4 separate regions of the Mus musculus genome follow, and regions 1, 2 and 4 are each linked to region 3. A link is a contact called in public ChIA-PET, HiCAR-type and HiChIP or PLAC-seq data. All regions are on one chromosome and are shown on one strand. Each heading gives the region's core, a stretch centred on a gene start, on an enhancer-like site or on the middle of the called end of the contact. The rest is flanking DNA. Distances are from core to core; before and after follow the strand shown. Region 1 overlaps Syne1 (spectrin repeat containing, nuclear envelope 1). Region 2 overlaps Syne1 (spectrin repeat containing, nuclear envelope 1). Region 3 holds the start of Armt1 (acidic residue methyltransferase 1). Region 4 overlaps Esr1 (estrogen receptor 1 (alpha)).

Region 1 (2,700 bases), core at 189-2,688, 880 kb before region 3:
TTTTTTCCAGGGGATTTTTTTCCAATAAAAGAGGGTGGGAAGAAAGAAATTCCCACCCCACATACCCCTCTTATTCAGAGTGAACATAAATGGTAACATTTTCCACACTTGTGAAAAAGTAGAAGCTTTTCTGAAGACTGCTTGACGCTGGCATCCTGGCCGCTCTTAGTACAAGAGGCCAAGCATAGCTGGCTGCTGGTCTTTGGATTAATGATGCCTTTCGCCTGTGTCTTTGCTTCCATAGTCTGAAGTTAAAATCAAAGCCTTAAAATTGGAAGATCTACATTCCAAAATCAACAATCTTAAAGAACTAACGAAAAATCCAGAAACACCAACAGAACTTCAGGTGAGTGTGAATTCAGATGACTTTTCTAATAAATACCACATGACAGCCGATCACTTACATCCTTGCTCCCAAAATATAGAATGTGTGTGGATTGTGTGTGTGTGTGTGTGCGTGCGTGCGTTTGTGTGTTTCTATATCATCATAATTCCTGGCAAACATGGGTTTCTTTTTTCTCATATCCAGGGAAATAAGCATTAACATCAGTAGAATTCAGAGTGCCAATATTTATGGCACATTTACAATTCAAGCATTATAATGTTATTATAAGAGTAGTTTTCCCTTTTGAATTTTGGGTGCAGTATCAACTTGATTGTTTCTTGGTACATTTCGTGCTTAGACAAGAACAGAACCCTGCCTCTTAATACATATGTGATCTTACTAATAATGTGTTAATTCATTTAGTAACTGGGCCTGGGGACAGGGCAAGGACTAATGTCCCTTAATAGCCCCGTAGATGGTCCCAGTCCCAAGACTACCAAGGCAGGGCAGGGGGAAGCTGGGTTGGCCAGGGAACCTAGGCTACTCTAATGTCTGAGCTCTGGATGAACCCAATGTTGTAAGGCTTACCACTTCGGCCGACAGCCTCACTAACTTCTAGCTGACACCTCTGGGGTGCCTTTGCCTATTTTTATTTATTTATTAGTTATGTTCATGGATTTGTTCTCTCTTCTTGTACCATTGTCTTTGACTTTCTCTTTAACTGACAGGCCATGCTTGGCCATGATCTCAGGCACGTATGGGAATGTTGGACATTTTATCCGAAGCAAAGGAAATGCCATTCCTATTCATGGTTGGAATAAAAAGGGATGATGACTTCTGTCCCATGTATTTGGACCTTCGGCTATTGCAGAGGGAGGATTTAGCAAGGATTTGGGGTGTGAGCTACTATTGTTCTGCATCTCTCCTTCTCTTTCTCTCCACTTGCCCCACCCCTGCCCCAAGAAGGTCAGGTGATATCTCTTAATTGTCCTCAAGTATAAGGAAAAGAATTTCTGTGACACCACTTAGAGGGCAGCCTCATTTGTCCCTTGCAGCTGGCAGCCACCAGCCTCTGGTTTCTAAACCCTGCCAGGCAGGCTGGCTGACTTCTGATGTATCTGCCAAAGAGTAAAGGCTTGTGTGGTTGGCCAGCATCTCAGCCGCAGTTGTGGGGCTTGGGGGAGGGAGAGTGTGTATCAGCATGTGGGCTCAATCCAAAAGTTATGATTGAAGAAAGAGACCACCCTTAGAGTCCACAGCGTGAGGACAGCTGGTTGTCTAAGAAGGCTTTCTGGGGCATGAAAGCAGAGATGCCTTGGGCTGAGAAAAGAGAGAGTGAGGGGGCAGGAAAGAGTGTACTCTATACTCAAGATCCTCCAGGGACCTTCAGCTGGGGAGGGGGGCTCTCAGGTGAGAAGGGGTTGGTCTCAGCAATGAAAGCATTCTCAGAAAAAAAAAAAAAAAACCACAGACCTAGAGAAGCAGGGGCTGTGTGGGGCAGCTCCTGGAGTCTTGTTCAGAGGCCTCTCCCGCCTCTCCCTGGCCCCTCCCCTCCAGGCCTGTGGAGCCTCCAGCTGTGCCAAGCAGGGGTAGAAACTCACAGCAGAGCAAGAAGAAAAGATCCTCTCAGCTTCTTGCTTGCAGCTGCTCTAAGCTAGACATAAAAAAAAAAAAAAAAAAAAAAAAGAATACAACACAAGTCTTTATGTTTGCTGATTTTGCCAAATAGCACGGATATTTGAGTTGTGGGATTAAGATCATTTTTCTTAGTTTAGAGTACTTATAAGTCCTTTTATTAACTCAGGATACACACACACACCAAAATCAACTTTCCTGGAATACCTCCTCCCAGGAGAAGAAAATCAATATCTTACAGAATAAAATTGTTTTCCCATTAAATCCTATGGTGGGCTTCCTCCAATCAGAGTCGGAACCAGACAGGCTCGTGTGCATGTCCCTTGGAAGGAAAATTAACAGCACACTTTTGGTCCAGCTTTTCTCTGACGATGTGATCTTCTCTTCCCTGGAACCTCCATCAACACCACACTCTGAGAGAAGGGTTAGCTGAGACGCTGCTCTTTCCCCTCGCTCAATATGGTCGGCAGCCCACACTCCCTGGTTTTCCATCCTGGGAAAAGCTATTAGTATTGGAGAGGCTTCTATGGTTAGCCTAATGTGTTCTTGATGGAGTTACTCGTAAACAGAATTCCTAGCTGGTGAGTGTGCTTTCCGTCCTCCCAGATTTTCACGAAATTGAGCTTTGTATTTAGTTTATAGAAGCAGACTTAAGGCAGAAGCTGGAACACGCCAAAGAAATCACCGAGGAAGCAAGGGGAACCCTGAAGGATTTCACGGCTCAGAGGACCCAAGTGGAG
Region 2 (2,700 bases), core at 35-2,534, 860 kb before region 3:
GTACTGATGAACAAACATAACTTTTAGAATCCTGCTGCCAAGAAAGGCTCACTACATACACATAAACTACCATGTGTAAGAATACGCCTACACATGTGTAAAATTATGTCTCACGTTATTGTGCTTTTGACTGCCATATAATTGGGCACTGTAAATGATCTACATCAAAGTGTGCCTTTATTGTTTGTACCTGTGAGAAGACAGATTAACCTCAGGCTAATCAAGTAAAATGCAAAGTGTGTTATATGGACTAGTTAAATATGGACTAGTTAAAATACCTATTCTGCTTCATACTTCCATGATACATGTATGAACTCAATGGCCTGATGTTCTGTGGTTAGCTTGTAATTGGTCTTGTTTCCTCCTCCTCCTCCTCCTCTTCCTCCTCCTCTCCTGTCTCTTGTTTCTGCCCTAATAATCTTCTTTCTTTCTACCTAGCCAGGACTGAAGACATAATTTTTGCTTTAACACTGACAAAATCAAGCCTTAGCAATACACGTTATGTTTGCACCAGAACGACCACTTTAACAAGAACAAATGTCATTAGAAGCACCTAATTTTCAAGGACATGCCCTGACTTGCCTATTTCACAATGAATATTCTAATTATATCATAAAATCCTTTCTCTATGTGAGCCTCAGCACTAAACATGGTATCTGAATTGCCACATTTCTGGTGAAGGGGTTTCATCTCCCCCCTCCCCCTCCCCCTCCCCTCCCCCCTCCCCAGGGAGAAATGCCAGCAATAAACAAACCTAGGCTAGAGTTTGCTTTAAACTCTTAATTAAGTTCATCTGTGAATTATTAATTTCGGTGACCATAAAAATGCCTCCTTAGGTACAGAAATATCTGAGGTTGAGGAGGGCTGGTTCTCTTCTGACTGTGGGTCAGCCTGACTCCCAGCAGGGAAGAAATGATTTAAGCCACCCTTCTATGGGAGATGATGGAAATTAGAGATTACAGACAGGGCACAGTTCATTTATCCATCCACATAAGGGTGAGTAAGGGTTCTAGGACTCTTTTTAGTCTATAGGAGCTGAACACTACACTTCCACATATCTAAATAGCGCCCGTCCAGGCAGCACGGACACTGTGACGCCCTGCATGATTTTGCAATAAGTCAGACACTCATGAGACTGACTCCTACTAATATAGCTTAGGAGAGTATAGACACAACGACTGCCATTCCCTGTGTACATTTGCTCAAACTTCATAGCAGGACAGAGTCCTGATCTGCACACATGTTGAAAACTGGTAGCCCAAGTGACTAAGGGCCTCCTTGGTTTCCATGGCAATATTCCATTACAGGAGCTGATAGATTCCAGAGAGATCGGTGCAGGCCGCCTAAGCAGAGTGGAGTCGCTGGCCCCGGCTGTGAAACAGAACACAGCTGCCAGTGGGTGTGAGCTTCTGAACTCGGAGATGCAGGCCCTGCGCGCCGACTGGAGGCAGTGGGAAGACTGCCTCTTCCAAACACAGAGCAGCCTGGAGAGCCTAGTCAGTGAAATGGCTCTCTCCGAGCAGGAGTTCTTTGGCCAGGTGACCCAACTCGAGCAGGCCCTGGAACAGTTCTGCACCCTTCTGAAAACCTGGGCCCAGCAGCTCACCCTCCTGGAAGGCAAGAACTCTGACGAGGAGATCCTGGAATGCTGGCACAAAGGACGAGTAAGTGGTTGCCTTCCTGTTTACCGTTGGGGTGAATAAGCTAAATATTTCTTCGACTCCTGTGGTTGCTAAAAACGGGTTCTGATAACTAAGTACATGCAGCCCTCAGAGGCAGAAAAAAAGTATTCAGTAAGTTTGCAAAGTGTCTTTTCCCCCCTCCTAGTCTATAAATCAGACTTTGGTATAAGTTAGCATAAGTAGGAGGGAGATGCTATTATGTCCCGTTGGAAAACATTCTTTCTGCGGTGGCGATATTTTACTTTCTTTCTGATGGTGTAAGAGTTTGCAATACTGTATCAGCCATTCAGCTTGGAAAATGCCCTGTGGGCAGGGGCATAAATAGACAGAGAGTCATAGCTCCCTCGTTGCCAGTTAACTCTTTCAAACAATTAAGTGATTGAGTTTATAGCATGGAAAGGCACATTTGATAATTTTCTGAGCCACAACTAATAGTTTTCAGTGTCTGTTTATCCTCTTCATGATTTTGACAGCTGAACTTGAATTAGCTTGTTAATACAGATTAACATTTACTAGACACCTTCTAGGGAAAAAAAAAAAAAAAAACTATTACCACTCTTAGAACCTGAGAAAAGGAAGCAGAAAAGGGAGGGGGACGGGCTGAAGCTTACCAATCTCTTACTTCTCTGATTCCTCTTGGGTGCCTTGGCAATGCTCTCAATATTTGCTGCTTTATAACGCTCAAAATCACGGCTGTCCTTAAAAGGAAGTTTAGTGAAGTCAATGTCTCTGCTTCTATTTATGTTATAATCATTTCGAAATAGCTCCAGCACATTAGGAAGTCACAGAGTATTTCAAGCGCTGTCTTGTTTAAATGAACGTGTGTGTGTGTGTGTGTGTGTGTGTGTGTGTGTGTGTGTGTGTGTGCAGGGACAGAAGTGGGGTGGGGGGGAGGACAGGCTGGAAACCCTTCCACAGGGTCCAATTCTCTGTATATAATAGCGAAGTCACAGTATTTTGGCTCTTTTTAAGTTTTCATTTCTTTGTGTTCTTTTAATGTGAATGAAAGAAATGTTAA
Region 3 (2,700 bases), core at 143-2,642:
TAGGAACTATTCCAGGGGCTGGAGACAGGCCTCAGCAGGGAAGGGCACCTGCTACCAAGTACAACCTCCTGAGTTCGATCCCTGGAACCCACATGGTAGAAGGACAAAGGGGACTCCCTACACAAGTCGTCCTCTGACGTCCATTCCTGGGTAATGTCACAGGTGAGTGCCACACTCCCCCAACACATAAAAACTAATTAAATCATTTGAAAATAAAGTATTTGAAATATGAATTTGGAGCCTAGTGGTGTCTCCCTCTATAATGACACAGAGTATAATGGCAGGAGTATTGGGAGTCCCAGGTCATCCTTCACTACATAATTCAATAGCTCCGTGTCAAAAGAAAACCAACCATCCAGCCAGACAAGAAGATTGGCTACTTAGCCAATGCTTATTTCTGCTCTTACTTATAACTTTGCTCTCAGCGTTGTAGCATATTGTAATTCCCCCTTTGTCCACAGGTTTGCCTTCCCAGGGGCACTCAACCAGTTTAAAAACATTGCAAGTGGAAAATTCCAGCAGTCAACGATCTGTAAGTTTTAAATAATTTTAATTAAATTTAAAGTAAACTAACGTCCCACTAATTGTTCCATTTTGCTATTAGCTGTTTTGGTGAATCGATTGTGCCTAACAAATTTCATGAGAAGTGTGTATAGGGGGGAAAACTCTAAAGATGAAAATTGCAAGAACTACTTCTAATGATGTTTATTTTGGGGGCCAGTGAGATGGCTCAGTGGGTAAAGGCACATGATAAATCTGCTGCCCGCGACCGAGTTCTCGTTGAACTCCTGAGAGGTGAAGGAACAAAATCGGCTCCAGAGCTGTCCTCTGACCTCTAACGCGAATAATGGCATGTGCGCGCACACGCAAAATTAGGACGTTTTTAAATATAGAGTTATTAGTTTGACCCATACCATTAATACACACCGCAGTAGGTATGAGTCCTAATTGTTGGCCCCCGCAGCGCCTTTCCTTCTCACTTGTTAGAGACAAGCTTTTTCCTAATGTATCCCACAGTGAGCTCGAACTCACTACGAGCTCAAGCTGGCTTTAACTCGCAGCAATACTCCTGCCCCAGCGTCTCAATTCGGGACAGAAAGGAAGAAGGTACACAGCGGAACTAGCTAGGTCCTGACGCCGGCCAGCACAGCGAGCCGGCTCTCTCCCACCGAGGTGGGACTCGAACTCTCAGCTTGAGGATCCGGCGCTCCCGACCGCCCACAGCTTCCTCACCCAACATGGGTTTTTTCTCCCAAGAGCGCAAGAAAAAAAAAGCGAGACGCACCCCTCGTCCTTAGCGGAAAGAAACGCCGGGGACTCGGCCATCACACCGGCACCACAAGCCACTCAACTGGCGTCGCCCGGGGTTCAACGGCCGCGGTTCCAGAAAGGAAGCGTTGGAGCTTTTTTTTTTTTTTTTTTTTTTTTTAAGCGCTTTTGAACTCAGAAACTTTATTTGGTGGTCTGGCCAGGGTCAGAACATGGGGCGCAAGGGCCTTCCGGCTACGCGAGCGGAAGCCCTGGAGGACCGGAGGCGGTAGCCCGCCGAGCGGAAGGGGGGGGGGGGGGCGCGGAGCGGTCACGTGTTCGGACGGTCACGTGTCCCAGCTTGCCGGCCTGGGGCTTGCAGTGCGCCTGCGCCGCAGCGGGGCGGGGCGGGGTGTGTTTCCGCAGAGGTTCCTGCGGCGGGAGCGTGCGCGTGGGCGTCGCGGTCGTCCTCTCCGCGCACAGGTCAGTGCTTCGCGCTTCCCCAGCCGGAGAAGCTGGTGAGGAGGTGTGGGCTTCGGCCAGGGCCTGGGAATTTAGCCGGGAATCCGAAGCACCTCAAGCCAAACACTCCCGACCCCGCCGAGTTGGAAGCAGGGCATAGTAGTAGCTGCCAAGGTGCATGAAATCACCTTGAACTTAGGAACTGGAAGAAGTGCTCCCAAAGGTCAGCCCCACTTACCCGCTGAATCTAACCTGGATGCAGCCGCTTTTTTCATTGATGGTATTCTGCATCTCATGTACAATATATTTTGGTTATGTCCACCACCACCCCCAGCCCTGCCGTCAAACGCCTAGGCCTACCCATGTCCCACTCCCAACTTAAAACACTAAGTGCAATTAGTGCTATCCTTAGGCACATGGACATATTATGCTTAAGGATAATGCTCAAAAACTGCAGCTCCCTTGTGTTTCATTTTAAAAATTTACTTGACGCCTCTGTGCCCAAGGACACTACTGTCACTGAGCATAGGGGGACAAACACAGAAACCTGCTTTTGAAGAGAGGCAAAAATCTCCTTTATTGCTTTCTGATATCACTGTCGCTAACTAATATATATTATCCCTTATTTGCTCATTTCCAGAGCTAGCATACTGCACACGGTAAGGAGTAGTCATTGCATGAATTAAAAAGCTAAAAATACAAGGTATGTAAGTGGTGCTAAATATGAGGACAAAGTAAAAAATAGCAAGAGAATGGATGAGTGTTGGTTATAAGTATTAATCCTGTCACTCCAGAGGCAGAGGCCAGCCTGGTGTACAAAGCAAGTTCCAGGCCAGTCAAAGAGAGAAATTATAGGTTATCCAGAGAAATCCAGTCTTGAAAATCCAAAGTGGATGTGATGGATGTGTGTTGGTTATATGTATTATACCAAGTCACTGAGGGAGTCAAGTCCTTAGGAGGAGAGCTTGTGGACAGGTGAGTGGAAAGGCC
Region 4 (2,700 bases), core at 107-2,606, 540 kb before region 3:
TTGGGACTACAATTGTTCACTGTTGTACATTATATATGGTTGCTGGAGACCAGATTCAAATTCTAAAGTACCTCACCAACTGAACCACTCCCCTCATCCCAGTAAAATCAAAACATCCAAAAAGGAAAATAAATGCAAATTGCATTTTAATTGTAGGGCTGTAGGAGGTTGAAGCACCAGGGCTTACAAATGCAAGAGGATGTTTCCAGAGAGGCAAACGGTTCCTCATCCAGCTGCTAAATAAGTGTCACAGCCTGAGCTCGAATCCAGACTCCCCTGACCTCTCACTCAGCACTCAAACACTACACTAAGGATTTCTTAGCTCCAAGGTTTGCAGGAAAACTAGAAATGATGGCCAGCAGACTCATCTTCTTGGACATTTGAGATCTCTAGACTAATTTTCATACTGACAAAACATTAGGAGCAATTTAGGAGCAATCCTGCCTTTTGAAAAAAGTCAGAGGATAGTGTAGCCAAAAAGACTTGAAATGACAGGAGGTCTTCTGTGAGTCTCTTTTTGTTTTGTTTTGTTTCCTTTTTTTTTTTTTTTGGTATTTTTTTCGAGACAGGGTTTCTCTGTATAGCCCTGGCTGTCCTGGAACTCATTTTGTAGATCAGGCTGGCCTCAAACTCAGAAATCCCCCTGCCTCTGCCTTCCGAGTGCTGGGATTAAAGGCGTGCACCGCCACCGCCCAGCTTGTTTTGTTTCTGAAACAGTGTCTCTATTATATAACACTTTCCTGAAACGCTCTCTGTAGACCAAGCTGGCCTTGAACTCACAGAGATCCACCTGCTTCTGCCTCCCAAGTGTTGGGATTAAAGGTATGTGCCACTATGCTTAACTTCTATGAGTCTCTTTAACTAGATAAAGACTTTCACCAAAATGTTAACAGTGATTACTTTCATGGGATGAATTTGGGATACTCTGAGAGATGGTTTTTTCTCAGTATTTATTCTGTATTTTCCAAGTTCCAAGCACTGGGTGCTCATCACTTTTGCAAACCAGTTAAAAAATGAAAATGTTTTTAAAAATCCAGAGAGCGCCTCTTATTCCTGTTACATCAGACTGTCAACACCCAGGTGGTTGAGTGAGAAATGCACCTGGTGAACCTGGTGGCCCTTCAAAGGATCCAGAGGTTGCTATGAAGACATTACTTATTGATTTTCTTACAATATTTCCATTATCTCTAAGGTAGTTCCTATTTCTGAGACTCCATGGTTGTGGTTTCAGCAGGAAACTAAGTTTACCGATGTGTCACTGAAAATTTACCCAGCGGTTTCCTTAGCTGGAAAGAACCCTGATGTGCCACCAAGCTAAACTTAGCTGCAGAGGTAACTACAATGATAAATGAGCCTCAAAGCCTGACAATACCAGAAGACCACAATTTCTCTAGAAGGTTCTATGTGTCCTGCTTTCACAGAACACAGAGGCTCAACTAACTCAGTAATTCATACTGCCCTTCATTCCGGTAGGAAGGGCCAGTGTTTCACCTGACACAGTGAAAAATAATTTGACATTTTGGTGTCACTCATCACTGTTGTCCATGAAAACAGTGAGATTCTGCCTGACACTCCTGTCCATGACTCAGAGCCACGTCTAGGTCTGTCTGCAGGTAACTAAGATGTAGACTTCTCTTGATTCATAGGAGCTCATTGAGTAGGGCACAGCTTGAACTCTCAGCCCCCAGTTTTTTTTAGTGAAACATGCAGTTGGATTGAAGGTAAAGTCATGTGTCATACTGCTTCTTCCAATTTCATCAGAGACTAGGACATAGACTGTCCAACCCCAAAAGTCCCAGAATCAAGTGCTAGCAAAGTCACTAGGAGGAGCCCTGTCCTTTACCTCTAAAAGGGTCTCTTAACATGATGTGCTTGAATTCTTCAATAGCTTGTCTTGCTCTTTTAAAATAATGCTTTATTTTTAAATCAGTGGTAGAACGTAACAGGTATCACTGAGACCATGCAAGGGGAGTTCACTGTCATGGTATCAGTGCACAATATAAAGCTACATAGCACCTACATATAGAATCTAATTCTAGTGAGTGTTGGCTTCCAAAGGAAGCATTTATATAGTACATGTGCAGAATCCTGGACTGTGGGTGTTTAAGAACACCAGCAGGGTGTGGGCAAAAGGAAGCCATCAGCTCCCTACTCATTCCAGCAACTTCTATTCACCAGCCTCATGGTCCACAGGACACAGTGGCTCATGTGTGTGGGCATCTTTCACGGTCATTGATAACAGTGTGATATGGTGTTGGTGGAGCAGAAGTGAACATGTACCAATAGCTTTACAAACCACCATACCTCATTCCCACACCAAATGTACTTCTACTAAAATGTGCAAACTAAAAACTAAAGTTGGGAAGTGATTTGTTAAAAGTGAAAAATGAGCAGGGTTGGAGAGATGGCTTGGTGTTCAATGGCACTTACTGATCTTCCAAAGGTCCTGAGTTCAATTCCCAACACCCACATGCCAGCTCACAACCACCTGATGCCATCTTCTGGTGTGTAGGTGTACCCATGTCTGCTGTGTAGACAAAAGTACTAGTATACATAAAATATACAAATATGTAAGTCTTTTTCTATATATGTATAATTAAAAATAAAAGTAAAATTTTGAAAATTAGATGGTTTTAATATTTAGAAAATCTCTACCAATTAATCTGGCCAGTCACCTTTTATCTTTGGCCTTCAATACAG

The links. ChIA-PET counts read pairs in DNA pulled down with a chosen protein or histone mark. HiCAR-type assays count read pairs that join an accessible place to other places. HiChIP or PLAC-seq counts read pairs in DNA pulled down with a chosen protein or histone mark.
Region 1: an H3K27ac HiChIP or PLAC-seq map of DN3 thymocytes shows a contact between it and region 3, with 13 times the contacts expected there. The contact joins the enhancer-like site here to the promoter of Armt1 in region 3. A contact is called at or near these places in 3 of 39 promoter capture datasets (the 3T3-L1 cell line, the C10 cell line and pre-B cells), 1 of 484 Hi-C or Micro-C datasets (uterus) and 2 of 115 datasets of contacts at active chromatin or transcription factors (DN3 thymocytes and large pre-B cells).
Region 2: a contact with region 3 is called in a HiCAR-type map of astrocytes, with 2.8 times the contacts expected there. The contact joins the enhancer-like site here to the promoter of Armt1 in region 3. A contact is called at or near these places in 6 of 39 promoter capture datasets (the 3T3-L1 cell line, the C10 cell line, cranial neural crest and 2 more), 1 of 484 Hi-C or Micro-C datasets (uterus) and 4 of 115 datasets of contacts at active chromatin or transcription factors (the NIH/3T3 cell line, astrocytes, bone marrow-derived macrophages and 1 more).
Region 4: a contact with region 3 is called in an RNA polymerase II ChIA-PET map of effector CD8 T cells, with 5 read pairs. The contact joins the enhancer-like site here to the promoter of Armt1 in region 3. A contact is called at or near these places in 2 of 39 promoter capture datasets (liver and pre-B cells), 1 of 484 Hi-C or Micro-C datasets (uterus), 4 of 115 datasets of contacts at active chromatin or transcription factors (DN3 thymocytes, effector CD8 T cells, large pre-B cells and 1 more) and 1 of 9 other capture datasets (embryonic stem cells).

Annotation. Positions count from the first base shown.
Region 1 is chr10:5,309,334-5,312,033 of GRCm38.p6, reverse strand. It overlaps Syne1 (spectrin repeat containing, nuclear envelope 1), which reads left to right. Exons shown (of 146, transcript NM_001347711.1): 45 at 245-346; 46 at 2,596-2,700. Among named protein-coding and RNA genes, the nearest start is that of Gm51757, 16 kb to the left of the region's middle. Within about 2 kb of position 1,438, at least 94 of the 459 cell types and tissues checked have an H3K27ac peak or open chromatin away from gene starts, as enhancers often do. A contact at or near this core is called in DN3 thymocytes and uterus, where this site is marked.
Region 2 is chr10:5,288,180-5,290,879 of GRCm38.p6, reverse strand. Syne1 (spectrin repeat containing, nuclear envelope 1) reads left to right here. Exons shown (of 146, transcript NM_001347711.1): 55 at 1,308-1,664. Among named protein-coding and RNA genes, the nearest start is that of Gm51757, 37 kb to the left of the region's middle. Within about 2 kb of position 1,284, at least 166 of the 459 cell types and tissues checked have an H3K27ac peak or open chromatin away from gene starts, as enhancers often do. A contact at or near this core is called in the NIH/3T3 cell line, astrocytes, bone marrow-derived macrophages and 1 more, where this site is marked.
Region 3 is chr10:4,431,297-4,433,996 of GRCm38.p6, reverse strand. Armt1 (acidic residue methyltransferase 1) reads right to left here and starts at 1,392. Exons shown (of 5, transcript NM_024261.2): 1 at 1,286-1,392. The coding sequence starts at 1,326. It overlaps Rmnd1 (required for meiotic nuclear division 1 homolog), which reads left to right and starts at 1,609. Exons shown (of 13, transcript NM_025343.6): 1 at 1,609-1,731.
Region 4 is chr10:4,976,172-4,978,871 of GRCm38.p6, reverse strand. All of the region lies in intron 7 of Esr1 (estrogen receptor 1 (alpha)), which reads right to left. Among named protein-coding and RNA genes, the nearest start is that of Esr1, 270 kb to the right of the region's middle. Within about 2 kb of position 1,356, at least 27 of the 459 cell types and tissues checked have an H3K27ac peak or open chromatin away from gene starts, as enhancers often do. A contact at or near this core is called in effector CD8 T cells, where this site is marked.